3 separate regions of the Mus musculus genome follow, and all the other regions are linked to region 2. The links are chromatin contacts, called in public HiChIP or PLAC-seq and capture Hi-C maps. All regions are on one chromosome and are shown on one strand. Each heading gives the region's core, a stretch centred on a gene start, on an enhancer-like site or on the middle of the called end of the contact. The rest is flanking DNA. Distances are from core to core; before and after follow the strand shown. Region 1 holds the start of Kcnk18 (potassium channel, subfamily K, member 18). Region 2 holds the start of Pnliprp2 (pancreatic lipase-related protein 2). Region 3 holds the start of Shtn1 (shootin 1).

What was found. HiChIP or PLAC-seq counts read pairs in DNA pulled down with a chosen protein or histone mark. Capture Hi-C pulls out chosen DNA fragments and counts their contacts.
Region 1: a contact with region 2 is called in a capture Hi-C map of embryonic stem cells, with 5 times the contacts expected there. The contact joins the promoter of Kcnk18 here to the promoter of Pnliprp2 in region 2. A contact is called at or near these places in 7 of 39 promoter capture datasets (the 3T3-L1 cell line, cranial neural crest, embryonic stem cells and 4 more), 4 of 15 datasets of contacts at CTCF or cohesin (embryonic stem cells, large pre-B cells, pro-B cells and 1 more), 49 of 484 Hi-C or Micro-C datasets (the C2C12 cell line, the HL-1 cell line, the N1E-115 cell line and 26 more), 6 of 115 datasets of contacts at active chromatin or transcription factors (astrocytes, embryonic forebrain, embryonic stem cells and 2 more) and 3 of 9 other capture datasets (adipose tissue, embryonic stem cells and liver).
Region 3: a contact with region 2 is called in an H3K4me3 HiChIP or PLAC-seq map of embryonic stem cells, with 21 read pairs. The contact joins the promoter of Shtn1 here to the promoter of Pnliprp2 in region 2. A contact is called at or near these places in 1 of 484 Hi-C or Micro-C datasets (embryonic stem cells) and 2 of 115 datasets of contacts at active chromatin or transcription factors (both in embryonic stem cells).

The regions. Positions count from the first base shown.
Region 1 is chr19:59,217,156-59,221,306 of GRCm38.p6, reverse strand. It overlaps Kcnk18 (potassium channel, subfamily K, member 18), which reads right to left and starts at 1,659. Exons shown (of 3, transcript NM_207261.3): 1 at 1,318-1,659. The coding sequence starts at 1,573.
Region 2 is chr19:58,757,978-58,762,638 of GRCm38.p6, reverse strand. It overlaps Pnliprp2 (pancreatic lipase-related protein 2), which reads right to left and starts at 2,916. Exons shown (of 12, transcript NM_011128.2): 1 at 2,763-2,916; 2 at 2,132-2,286; 3 at 948-1,073; 4 at 255-389. The coding sequence starts at 2,850.
Region 3 is chr19:59,073,018-59,077,365 of GRCm38.p6, reverse strand. It overlaps Shtn1 (shootin 1), which reads left to right and starts at 1,297. Exons shown (of 17, transcript NM_001114312.1): 1 at 1,297-1,911. The coding sequence starts at 1,854.

The DNA of each region.
Region 1 (4,151 bases), core at 410-2,909, 460 kb before region 2:
ATTCTTACCCAAGGTCAGGGTGCCTGGGGAGGATTAAGTGAGAAAATTCATGACGCCATCTCACTAACACTAATCAGCCTCTGACTCCCCGATGCTCCGTGACTGCACACCCTGCTGCTGTGTGTCCAGGATCCCCTTGACAAATGAGATTTCCAGTCCAGCCTCAGGGATCCTGATTGTGTGGATCTGGAAGAAAGCTTGGAGATGTGTGATTTAAGAAGACCCCTGGGTGAATCTGAGGTGGGGGCTGGTTCAGGGAGCCCTGAACTTGATGGAGACAGGAGTCTTATGACAGCCGCAAGTGTCCCAACAGCACCTAAGCATCTCCCTGGCCACTGAGTAGAACCGTCGCTATGACAAAGGTGCAAGAAAGAGGCACCCTCCACAGAGCGGGTCTCTGCTCTCTGGGACCAGCTTTCACTCAGACCCAGCTGACAAGGCCCCCAAACCATGTTCCCGGGGAGCACCAGCTGCCCCCAAACCATGTCCCCAGGGAGCACTGGCATGCAAAGGCCATGCAGGACCGTGAGCAGGGGAAAGCAGGCTCTGTTTTCTCATTTATTTCTTTTTCTCTTTTATTTTCTCTCGCTCTGCTGACTATCTTTCATCTCTGGCCTTCTAGTACTCTGTTGATTATTCCTTTGCACGACCAAACCAAATCAAGGGATGCAATACAGATGGACAGGCACTAAGGATGCCTGACGAGCATCTCCTGCCTTGCAGAGACCTAGTGCATCTCATCTCCGCTGGAAAAGGGTTCTTACTACTGGCTGGTCTCAGAAGGTGGGTTCCCCTTCTCTCCCGCAGGATATGGTCCTGCAGGCACGAATCCCACCCACTCAGCTAAAACAACAACCTGGCCATCACCAGTCCCAGCCCCTGACCCCACCCCCTACAAGCCCACTGCAAACAGACTGAAATAGGAATCAATATGACCATTCTGGGGAAATCCAAGCCCAGTTTAGATGATTCCATGAAGTCTTAAAGCTGGAGTTGCACCTCTGATCCCGCCCAACCCACCAAGTCTCCAGGGACTAACCCTCTCCTTAGGCCTGGAGGCCGGGTGGGGCTGATGGGAGCCTGAGGCACAGCTGGGAAGGGAAAGCTGGGCCTTAAGAGCACCTGCTTATGGCTCTAACTTTCCTCACTGCACCCCTGGGAGGGCGTCTGTTCATCTCTCCACTACTCAGAGAACAGAAGTGAGACCCGGGGAAACCATTTGCCTACATTCTGTCAGGAGTGAGAATGTTATAGGCAAGCTGCTCACAGCCTCCTGCCGGGGCACCTCCGAGGCAGTAACGGCTCCTTGGCACCTACCTGTCAGGTTACATTTCAGGATGTTGCACAGATCGTCCAGGAACTTCTTCAACTCAGGGTTCTCCTCTGCTTCTGGGTCAGGGCGGCCCTCGACAGCGGAGAAGAGAGCAGCACCCACCAGCGCATAGGTCACCAGGCAGCAAAGGAAGCAGAGGCCGGGCAGAAGCTTGCCCAGGGCTTCGGGGCAGCATCCCCTGGCCTTCCCCAGGGCCTCGGGACAGCATCTCCTGGCCTCAGGTGGCTCCTCAGCCTCCATCCTCTTGGAGCAGCTGAGGGCAGGACAGGAGGAGTGTGTAGAGGAGGCTGGAGCATACAGCCTGGGAGAGGAAGGTGGGAGTGGCCGGAGAATGGCCAGGCTCCAGCCTTAAGTGGATGGTGCGTGAGCTTCCCAGAGGACTGGGAAGCAGCCGGAACCCATCATGTTTGGCTCATCCAAACAACTGGGATGGCGCCCCTGCTAGTGCCCCAAATTGTTATTGATCCTCCTGACCAGCTCCAGAGTTTCTGGCGGGGACTTTAGGAGGACCTCAGAGATTGTTTTGTACTTTGCTCTGCCTTTCCTGTTCTGAAACTGCAGCTTCGGTTTCCAGGTACCAAATCTGGCATTCAGTACTTAGTCAAATGACTGTTCTTTCTGAACAATTCAGGCACTCCTTACCCCGGCATACCTGGAATACTGGACAACAGGAATAAGAATTAGCACAGCATAGGCTCACTGTTTCCAAAATGCTGGAACCTGTCTGGGTCTCTCAGTGACCTGGAACTTGCCAAATAGTCCAGGCTGCCTGGTCTGGAAACCCCTTTCACCTGTCTCTAACGCCCCAGGCTCCGCCTCCCCAGGCTCCGCCTCCCCAGGCTCCGCCTCCCCAGGCTCCGCCTCCCCAGGCTCCGCCTCCCCAGTACTGGGATCATAAACAGGTGCTGTCAGTCCCTGCCTTTTTCTTCTTTTTTTCAAATGATGATTTTGGGGATGGAACTCATGTCGGCAAGGCACATAGTCATCTACCTAGCCTGAACTCACTATTTATTGAGCTCTTCCTCCTCTAGAGGAAAGTAAATCTTTCTAATCCAGGGTGAGTGAAGTGTTCTGGCTTGAATGTAGTTGTCCTCCCAAATTCTCTGTTAGGAAACTCTGTTAGGAAACTTTCTCTGTTAGGAAATTCTGTCTTTTGGGTCTTATGTGGCTATTGCTAGCTGGGAATCAGAGCATCTGTGACTACCCACGTGAGACATCCACAAGGTCCCTCCCCGTTCTGAGGATACGTCAGAGGCCGGGGAGAGGGACCCTTCTTTAGCGATGTAGCTGTCTATGAGCTGCCCATCCACCTGGACTTGGGTAGAATTGTCTCTGCTGCTGAGTCAATGTCCTTCTGTCTGAGGTGACTAGAAAAAGAGCGCCTCTTGGCTCGGCAGGTCAGGGTGCATGCTACCAGGCTTGACAACCGAAATCCACAAGTGGAATGAGAGAACTGGCTTCTGCAAGTTGCCCTCCGGCTTCCATGTGTGTTCCATGGTATGTGCATGCATGTGCACGTGAACGCACACACTAATAAATAGATACTTAAAAATTATGAAGAAATAAACTCTCAGGGTTGGAGAGACCGCTGGCTGCTCTTCCAGAGCACCTCGGTTGGATTCCTAGGACTCACTCGACGACTCACAGCTGTCTGTAACTTCATAGGATCCAGTGAATCTTCTGGGCACCACGGGAACTATATGTACGTGGTATGCAGAATTACATGCGGGCAAAACATCCATATACACAGCGTAATAGTAAAAAATTACTTTAAAAAGAGTTTTTAGAGTTTATTAATTCTCAGTAAAATAATTAGTCACCATTATATACAGCTTGGAAGAACTAACTCAGAAGGCAAAGTAAGCAGCCCCCAGGTGAGGATGTGGTCAGCAGAGTAGGTCCTCATCAGATACTGACACTCTGAGTAGTGTCACACTGGATCTCTAGCTCTAGAATTGCATGACATTAACTACTGCTTTTTATAAATTACCCAATGTGCGGCTTTTGCTATAAACGTGAATGGACCAAGACGGGAGGAATAGCGCAGTTCTCCAGAAGACCCTGGCCACCATATTCTACTCCACTCTCTCCCCCAGTCCTCCCACCTCTCATACAGGCATTCAGGGGCCAAGCTGCTCAAGCACAAATAACCCACCAAGTCTTTTACAAGTAATGAGAAGCCAATTACACGCCTACATGAAGCATGGCATTGACTCCTAAAGATCAAATTGCTGTGTTACAATCAAGTTGTACAGCCAACTTTATATTTGTATCCTGCGGGTTTTAATCACGGCAGGGGAGAGTGTGGGAACGGAAGGAAGAAAGTCTTCATATAAAAGGTTGGCAGGAAGAGGGTGGGAGAGAAAGCCAGACCTCCAAGGCTTGCTTATTTGACCCCACCTACCGATATGTGCAGCCTCCAGAGAATTACTTCTTGCTTAAATTTCTACTTGTAGCCCTTTGATTCTGCCCTGAGGAGAGGTCATGTGATCTTCTATAGGCTTAACAAGATAAGGACAGTTCTTCCAGAAAAGACAGATGTACAAAGCTGGAGATATAGCCCTGATGGCAGAAAGCATGCCTAGGATGAATCGAGCCCTGGATCCTGTTTCCAGCCTTATAGAAACATGGTGTCCTGGCACATGCTCAGAGTCCCAGAACCTGTGAGTTACATAAAAGGGTAGATCCAAGATCATCCCTAGTTACCTAGTGAGCCCGAGGCCAGCCCAGACTACAGGACCCTGTCTCAATTGACAAGTAAATACATAGAATATAGGGGTGAAGTCTTCATGTAGGCACCAGCTCGACTTCTCCTTGT
Region 2 (4,661 bases), core at 1,667-4,166:
TCTCTCTCTAACACCACCCCTCTGTGTATGGTTCCTTAACTCTGCCCCTCTCCCTAACCCCACCTCTTTCCCTAACTCTGCCCCTCTCCTTCACTTCACCCTCTCTAGCTCCACCTTTCTAACTCCGCCCCTCCAACTCTACCCCAATCTAACTCCACTCCTCCATAGCTCCACCCCCTGACCCACTCCTCTCTAACTCTGCCCCTCTTTCTAACTCCACCCCCCTCTCTGACTGCCCTAGGCTGGACCATTACCGACAACACTTGCACCAAGAAGGCAATCTCAGCGCCCACGACCCGAGTGTTGTAGGAGGCTTGGGTGTATTCAGTCCTGGATCCGCGCTTCCAGTCAACGCAAATACAGTTCACTTTCTCCACTTGAAACATTTTCTAGGGCAGAGAAAGAGAAAGGCCAGGTGGCACACCTCAGAGTTCATCTCCAAGAGATCCTTGTTAGCATTTCAGTTTCCCTCCCCCCTGGCACGGCTGACCTTTGGGCTATACTCATCTTACATAATAGATATGGAAACTGAGGCTGCGCGGGGGGGGGGGGGTTCTTTTCCTAATCTCAGGGCTCAAAGCCAGGTCTAAACAAATCCTTAGGCTCACAATCCGGTCATCCGGTGCACTAGTGCATTTCAAAAGCTCCAAACCTGCTCCCAGCCAGTGGCTCCCAGCAGACACAGAACTCGACCATGAGCTAGTGGAGCTTAAGATGGCAACATGTTTGTTTTAATGTTACATGAGTCAGAGGTAAAATGTAGCATGTGGAGTCCCCACCTCTGAGGCTTGCTGGCTGTGAGTGAGTGGGAGAATGTGACAACAGAGACCCAAAAAGCATGCTTTCCTTGGTGGATATTCGGAAGGATCTTCGTCTGCGGGAACATTCCCTTTCCTGTGTCAGGGGCACGGGGGTGTGGGATTTGGGTGAGAAGGACGGATAGCAACCTTGCACATGTCCAGCAACCAGCCTTCTTCTCCCTTGTCTATGAATCCATGGATAATGAAACGTGTCTTGCGGTCCAGTTGGAAGTTGGAAGCATTGATGGTGGCTGGGTCGGTGGCAGAGATTATCTGGTTAAATTAGAGAAGATGAATTTGAATGTTGTCCTGGCCCATCTGCAGACCTGCGGCAGCCAGACCGATGGGACCAGTGAGATCCCAGGTCTAGAACCCTGTGGCTGAGTCCTGTGAATCTGGAAAGCGCATGTTCTCTGACTGTCCGTCTTCATGAAGCTTGAACCAGATCAGTCTTTACTGAGATGATAAAATTGCACATTTAATACTATGCTACATATTTTCTGTCTTTCTCACATGCTGATGACTGTTTTCAATCTCTGATTTTCTTTGTAGTCCATTACATTTTATTGTGTCTATTTGGACATGCTATCCTGAGAAGGGCCTGCAGGCTTCCTCGGGTAGCTAAAGAGATTCCTGGAATAAGGAAGGTAGAAAACTCTTGTCTAGAAGCCACAGGGCCTGAGCTCCAGCTTGGGGAGCCTGGTACTTCAACATAGACTTCCATATGCCCACAGGTTTGCTGGGGACTCTTATGCCAGCAAATGCTAGAAAGATAAGACAATAAAGACAGGAATGGCCATTGTGTCTACATAGTTTCCAAGATGGAGGAACTAAGTCCCGTAGTAGATAACCCCAGGCACCCAGAGATAGACCCACCTGCCAGGGGCCAAAGCTTGAACTACTTAAACTCATAGCAATGTCATCGTTTAAAAGAACTCCCTGGTCACCTGACCATCTGGAATAGGCCTGTTCTGATAATCTCCCCAGAGACCTCATATTTTCAAATCCTTTGTGTTGAATTGCATGTCTTCCTTTCCTGTCTTGTATCATCCTGGGAAGGCTATGCATATATTATTGCTCCATGAGAGAAGGGATGGAGTGCTTAGATGGGTTCTGCCTGGGCTTCTCCATAAATGTCCCCGTGTACACTTTGGTATTTTATTTGTATATTTTCTGAGATACTCAAGGCTTATGACCCTTAGAGACAAGAACTCCCACACTAGGACAGTCCCAAAGTGTTAATTATGCCCTAGCCAGCCACTTAGTGGCCCCAGTATGTGGTTCATACTGACTCCTGTCACCCAACACAGGCACTCCATGCCCACACTTACTTGGTAGTTGTTTGGATTCTCGTTTGTGTACAGAAGAAAGCGGGTATCAATGTCCTCTGGGGACCAAGGGAATATCTTCGAAGGCCGCTGAATCATCCCTGCCCAGGGCTTGTCATTGGAAAAGCATCCAAGGTGTCCATAGCAAACCTCTTTCCCTGGAGGGGGCGGGGGGAGAACAAACCACAAACAGGACAGGCATAAGGTTCTGGGAAGGAGTAATATCATCTGTCACAGGAAGGGTTTCCAGGTGGACCCTGGATCTTCTGCACTTGTAAGAGCTGTTGGGTGCTGGACACATCTAACACATACACACTTCCAGGTTTCTTTCTCAGACACTCTACCCTGAGGGTCCTAGGTTTGTCCTTCAATGGCATGTTTAGTAAGCACCCTTGCCCACAGGCAAAACTCAAAGCACATCCACCTATGATAAAATAGCACAGGAAGCTGCCAGGCAGCTCAGTGCAAGTCACACAGTTCTTCACGTTAAGTACTTACTACTTAGCATGAACTAATTACTACTTAAACATTAAGTTCTTACTAAGCATGACATGCCATTTATCCATCTCAGTCTCCATGATATCAAGCTCAGGACATCATCTTTCCTCTAGAGGGATGGTGACAGCATCCTCACCTCCGACTGTGGCCAGCAGAAGGCTGACGAGCCAGCAGAGCAACATCTGCACGGATGGAAACAGACATCCACGGACATCCATAGGCATAGGATAGGGATGAGGCCAGCAGAGGCTGGACCCAAAGAGGCAGTTGGTTCTGGAGTGCACTGGGGAATGTGAACAACTAGAAGACCGGCAGCCTGTGTAGGTGGGGCTGTCCCGGGTGGGCGGTACGGGAGGCTGTGTAGGTGGGGCTATCCCCAGTGGGCGGGACCGGATGCTGAGGCCTCCCAGAGTTTAATGATCGTGGCAGCACCACCCTGGGACCTTCCGGCTCAAAGTCTTCTCCTGAAGTCACCTCCCCTTTTGGCCCTAAGCCCAGCTTCTCTCCTTGTTCAGGTGTCACTATGATTTACTGTGGTACACTGGGATGTATAGTTATGACCAGAGGCCATGACCCTTTATAAACAAGTTTTCTTTTTTGAACTCCATTGAAGAAATAACAGGGCAGGAGAGATAAAGCTGCACATGAGTGCTCTGAACCCCAGTTATCATAAACAATGAAAAGGAGTATTTGTGAAGATACACAACTTGGTCACTTGAGGGGTGGAACAGGTGGGCAGCAGTCCTCAGCCTCAGTGAACTCAGAAAGAGGCTGGAAAGGCACAGAGGGTACAGAAGGAGATAGCCATACCAGTGACTTTGTTTCCAACCAGGTTTGTTTAGAAACAATCTTTGCCATTTGCAAAGCACCTGTGGTACTTTGACCTGGAGATAAGAAGTGGAAATGTTTTCTTTCCTTCAGAGCTAAGAAGCCGTCCTGAGTGAGTAGCCAGGTGCCACCCTGCCGTGTTTCAAGTTGGCATTGCGTGGACACACTGAAGGATATACAGTGGGAAAGTATCCAAGTTGGCATTTCCTAGCTTTAACAGCCCTCAGATGTTCTCCGCTTGCCCAGGCTTCACTAAGCTAGGCAGCCCATCTGGTACTGAGGCTGTGGTCAACTCAATGCCCTTGATTCCAGTCTCTGACCAAGGGGGACAGACATCACTGAAGGGTCGCGGATAGCTGCTGAGACAGCACAGGTAGCTGTGTGGCTTTCTACAGAGTGCCTTGGCATCAGCAGTCCTCCCCCCCACCCCCACCTCTTCTGAATACGTGAGCAACTCCTAGGCCTGGTTGAGTGTGACCATGGCTCCAGCTACAGATCAGTCAAAGAATCAAGGGAAACATCTCCATAGAGAACAGTGGTGGCTCTCCTGGCACACACTGCTCTGAGGGAGAGCTAGACACCAGAGTTACAGTTCCTGTAATGTGAGAAGTCTTTCTTGTTATTCCCAGGTTCCAGGTTTTGTTCCGAAGGCCAAGGATAGGACATGGTCATCCTCACTTCCAGAAGTCCGATAAAACAGATTTATGCCATGTGAGGAAACACTTTCCAAAGGCTAAACTCACTAGAAAACTGCTCAGGGGTTTTGTGCTACATCCACTCCAGTAGTGACAAGTGCAACAGGCCCCAAAAACCTGGGCACTGTCCCAAGGCGAAAAGTTCACGGAAAATTAGTCTCCTGGAATCGTGGCATCCTGTATAAAGAATGCTCCAATGTCCTTGCTTTAGTTGGTAAACAGATCTGTGTGCTTTCCCTTAATATTGCTTTATCACAAGTGCTCCTAAGGATTGATTTTTTTTGACATATAGCTAAGTTAGATTCTAGGCAGTCCTTGATCCGACCTTGGACATGGATAGCTAAGTCACTGCCCTACACAGGAATTTATCATTATCTAGGAAGAAGGAAGTTTGTGATCTAAGAAGGAACCAGAGTAGATACTTAGAACTATAGATAGCTGAGTTACACCCATACACAAGTATTTACTATGGCCTAGGGGGAAGGTGGACTATACAATAGACTAGAATAGGA
Region 3 (4,348 bases), core at 48-2,547, 320 kb before region 2:
TGTGTGTCCTGAGCCTATACCAATCTTTATGATCATCACTGTAGCTGACTGGAAAATATTTTGAACTTATGAAACATTCTTATGAAACATTCCAGGAAGGACCAAATAGCAAAATCCCCACACTGAAATAATTTCATAAAGTTCCATCTTTCATTCTTTTTACTTAGAAATCCACACTGCCACCTCAGGCCACCCGAACAGTTAAACTATGCATTCTAAACCACTGCCATTTCTTAAAAGGGAATAGCCGATTCTGATTTTTCAACGGTCACCACGAGATGGTATGAATAATGAGTACCAGAAAGATACTGGTAATAGGATCTATGGGAATATCAATACACGTCTCCTGGCAGGGCCACTACCAGCCGAGTTGGGGCGTTTGCCTAAATTGAGACGCAAGGAATGAAGAGCTGGTGTTCTATATGAGTTTAGAGAGGATGAAGAAAACGAGGGCTGTGCAGAAGGCTCACTTAACCCGGATTTATCTGGAGCGCTTAATGATTGGAATAAAGAACTGTGCTTTTCTCAACTTGTTATTAGCAACCATAACACCTGTAATCATAAAAAACAAAAAATCCTCTGCGCAGAGCAGGCGGCATACCTATCCATTCGGTCCACCTTATTGGAGGTGGACCGGATGGATTGTGGGGCCTTAGCGCATGCTAGACAAGCACTTCTATTTTTTAGATTTGATGTTGTGGTCAAATTCCTCTCCCTGTTCAATTTTTTAAATTCTAAAAGAGTATGCTTTATTATTTCCATTCTTTAGACCAATTCCAGAGCTTGGGAGAGTCAAGCAAATGTTAGGAGAACTAGAGTTGGAGAATGCAAGCCTGCCTAGATATGTTTGCCCAGGTCTACCCCAGAGTTGGGTGTAAATGCCACCGAGGGTCCTTAAGAGAGGCAAGGACTGTCTTCAGTCCTTACACAGGAGGCTCCCTGTCATGCAACAAAGTGACCTTGGGTATTCAGAGTGCAGTGCCAGCCTCCCCAAGATGCAAGATCCTCCCACCGGAACCAGATGACCTTCCCTGCAGTTCTGGCCTGGTGAGGCACTTGGAGGCAGGGCCCAGGTTCTGACTCTGGCCTCTTCACACACGCTGGAACTGCGATCAGACTGCCACGCCCCCATCACCTCTTCTCTCTCTCTCTCTCTCTCTCTCTCTCTCTCTCTCTCTCTCTCTCTCTCTCTCTCTCTCTCTCTCTCCCTCCCTCCCTCCCTCCCTCCCTCCCTCCCTCAGACTGCTACCCACTACCCCCTACTCCTCAAGACTGCGGTGACTCAATTAGCCAGACAGACTGCAAACATGCACTTGCTTGGTGGACAGGTGCATGGTGTAGAACAGAGGGTTTTCCAGCCCTGGCTCCAATGAGCAGTGACTGAGAACTAGGATAGGAGCCTGGTCCTCTGGGGTCCGTCCGGTCCTGCTCAGATCCGCTGTCCAGCTCTAGGGTGGCGGACCTGGGGAACCCGGGTCGAGTCTCCATGGTGCGCGCCTCGGGTGGAAAGCCTGGCGCAGCGGCGGCCTTAGCAGAACCGCATACAGCCACCTGGGAGGATCGCAGGCGCCCCAGGGCCGTGACACTTCACCCGCCTCCAGCGGCCCACGCCCCTACCGGGCCAGGCGCCCAGACCCGCCCGCCGCAGGTGGGGCAGCCAGGGCCCGCGAGTAGGTGCGTGGGATGATCTCACCGCGTGCGGCGCGCCAGGAGGAGGAGGAGCGGGAGCGATCCCAACTTCCGGGTAGTGCAGCCGCACGCCGCGCCACCGGCATCTTGCTTTCTGCTCCCCCTCCCCCGTGTCCCCCTCGCCTCTCCCTCCTTGCCTTTTATCCCCAGCCCCACCCGCCAAAATGAACAGCTCGGACGAGGAGAAGCAGCTGCAGCTCATCACCAGCTTGAAGGAGCAAGGTAGGTGGGCCGGCTGCCGCAGGTGCCCAGCAGCGGCCTCGGGCGGGACAGCTCTGGGCGCAGCCGCAGGTGCCAGCCGTGGCCAAGGGACCGTGAGGCCGCCGCGGTCACCCCGCATCCCCAAGCGCCATGGGGTGCAGCGCCCTGGGCGGAGGAGCTGCAGCGTCTTCCCGCAGTGGGATCGCGCGCCCTGCAGGACTAGGGCGCGCGACCCGGGCAAAGGGACACGCGTCGGGCGTGGACAGGGTCAGGGCACGCACCTCAGTCCACGCGGGAGTAGCGAGCCGGGTAGGGTAGGATCGCTGGGCGCCGGGTAGTGGCTCAGTTGGCCTGGCTCCTAGCTGAGGCCGCACCCTTGCACACTTTGGCGTTCCTGGGCCTGCAGCGTTCCCTTCTTTTGGGTTCGGTCTAGTTCCTTTTTCTTTACCCAGCTGGGATTTTTCAGGGAACCGATGTGTTCTTATCACTTCCCATTTTTAGCAATTTATTAGTCAGTGAGTCGACACCCTGCCTGTGTGGGGCTTAATGAGGAAGCGGGGCTGGGGCTGGAAATCCAGGCCGTTTTGCATGCTTTTCTCTACCGCTTGGTAGCTAATGATTGCCATCAGAACATTTGTGAACAAAGCAAGATCCTAGAGACAGTTAATCTGACACACTTTAAAAATACCACGACTAATTATCCTGTTCAAAGTGTGGTTTGAGAATATGGGTCAAGAAAGAGGAACTGCACAGGTTTAGGAGGTAAAAGGTCATGCATGCTCTTTGCTGCAGGACTTGCTAACATTGGAAGGGCCCTGCTCAATGGTCCTATTCCTCTTCTTGACTCAGCTCTCCAGGAAGTTGGTGTCTTCCCATCACTGAGTCTTGTGACTGAGCCAGGTGGCTTAAGAGGTCCTAGCAAGGACTTGAGCCGCTTGCTGCTCTTCAAATCCATCAGCCACACTTCCGCAGAAAGGGCTCCACAGCACTGTACTGTGTGACCTCAGGGGAGTTACCTAACCTCGCTGAAATGGATGAAGCACTTTTCCCTATGTGGCATCTAGAAATCCAGAATGGGTGTTAATTGCTTTCATTTCCCCCTCTCATCTGCAATTAGCCTGAAGTCAGCCCACATCGCACCTGTGACTCAATGGATGGACAGAATGCCTTATTTGTAATCCTTCAAGTATTTTCATAGAAGATTGGATTTCACTAGTATTTACTTTTAATAACAATTTCCCGTGTCTCACACCCGAAGACTTTTGATTCATTACTCTGGACTTATGAAAACTTTTGGTATTAATACCAGATCTTTTGATGGATGGTCATCTTGCAAATGATTGTAAAACAAAGTAAAATATGTTACTTCCTTTTATTATTTTATTGTAATTCTCAGAGTGCACTAACAGTGACCACATCCACACATATCTCCTCAGGCCTTTTGCTGGACTGATGTTTGAAGAAGGGAGGGTTCCTAAGTGTCTAGCGCTTTCTGTTGTGTTGTATTGGAAAACAAATTTGTGGCCTTAGTATTTCTAAAGGTTCTGTTTTCCTGAGGAAGGGCGTACCAGGAGAATAGAACTTAGGTTTGTGTCTCTTGAGAGTACTCTTGGTTTTGGACATTGGACTGGTCACATAGATACTATTTGTTCAGTCTATGGTGAGATTTTCATATCTTAAAACCAGACTGCGTTAAAAGACTTATTTAGGAGTTTTTAATGGCTATTTTACCTGTGGAATTAGCTGGGAAGTTGGGGATTTGAGGTGTAAACATGGCAACCAGGTCTTTGGGTATACCAGTATTATGGTCAGGTTTTTTTGTGGTGATGGTGAGCTGTTGCCATGGTGAGTCAGTCTCCCAACCTAATATGAACAAGGAGAAGATTTTTGGTTGGATGCTCCGTTTTCCTTGTTCACTGCTAACATGTTTATGTTTTTGTTTCTGTAACAACTATCAGTTACTTAACATGCACAAGGCCCCTGTTTCGGACTCCGTAGCTATAGATAGTGAATCAGATCATCCTGGCTCTTAGGAAGTTTCTCATCTGGTCGACAGTCATTAATCAAAGAGGCGTGCAAGTCAATAGACTACTGTTGCTTCTAAGATGGGTTCTTAGGGATGGACTGTTGGATTCGGTGGCATGCATGTTATGATGTTCTGCCATTCAGTAAGAAGCCCTCCTCTGTCACTAACTCTGCCAGTTTCTGTTCCCCCAGCAAAGCCCTCGTCATCATTTGCTGGTTAACATGCGCTGACAGTAGTCGTCAGCTGGCCAGCCTGGCAGGTTTCTGAATGTCTGCCATCGGAACTGGCAACATGCCTCCTTTAAAACCTACATTGCTCTGGCTACAAGTGAAGTTTGGATCTTCACCTATTTGTATTGACCATTTTGGTCTTCTCATGCAGTTGCCCCCATTGATGAGCTTTAAGGCTGAGACTTGAACCTGTTCCCCAGGG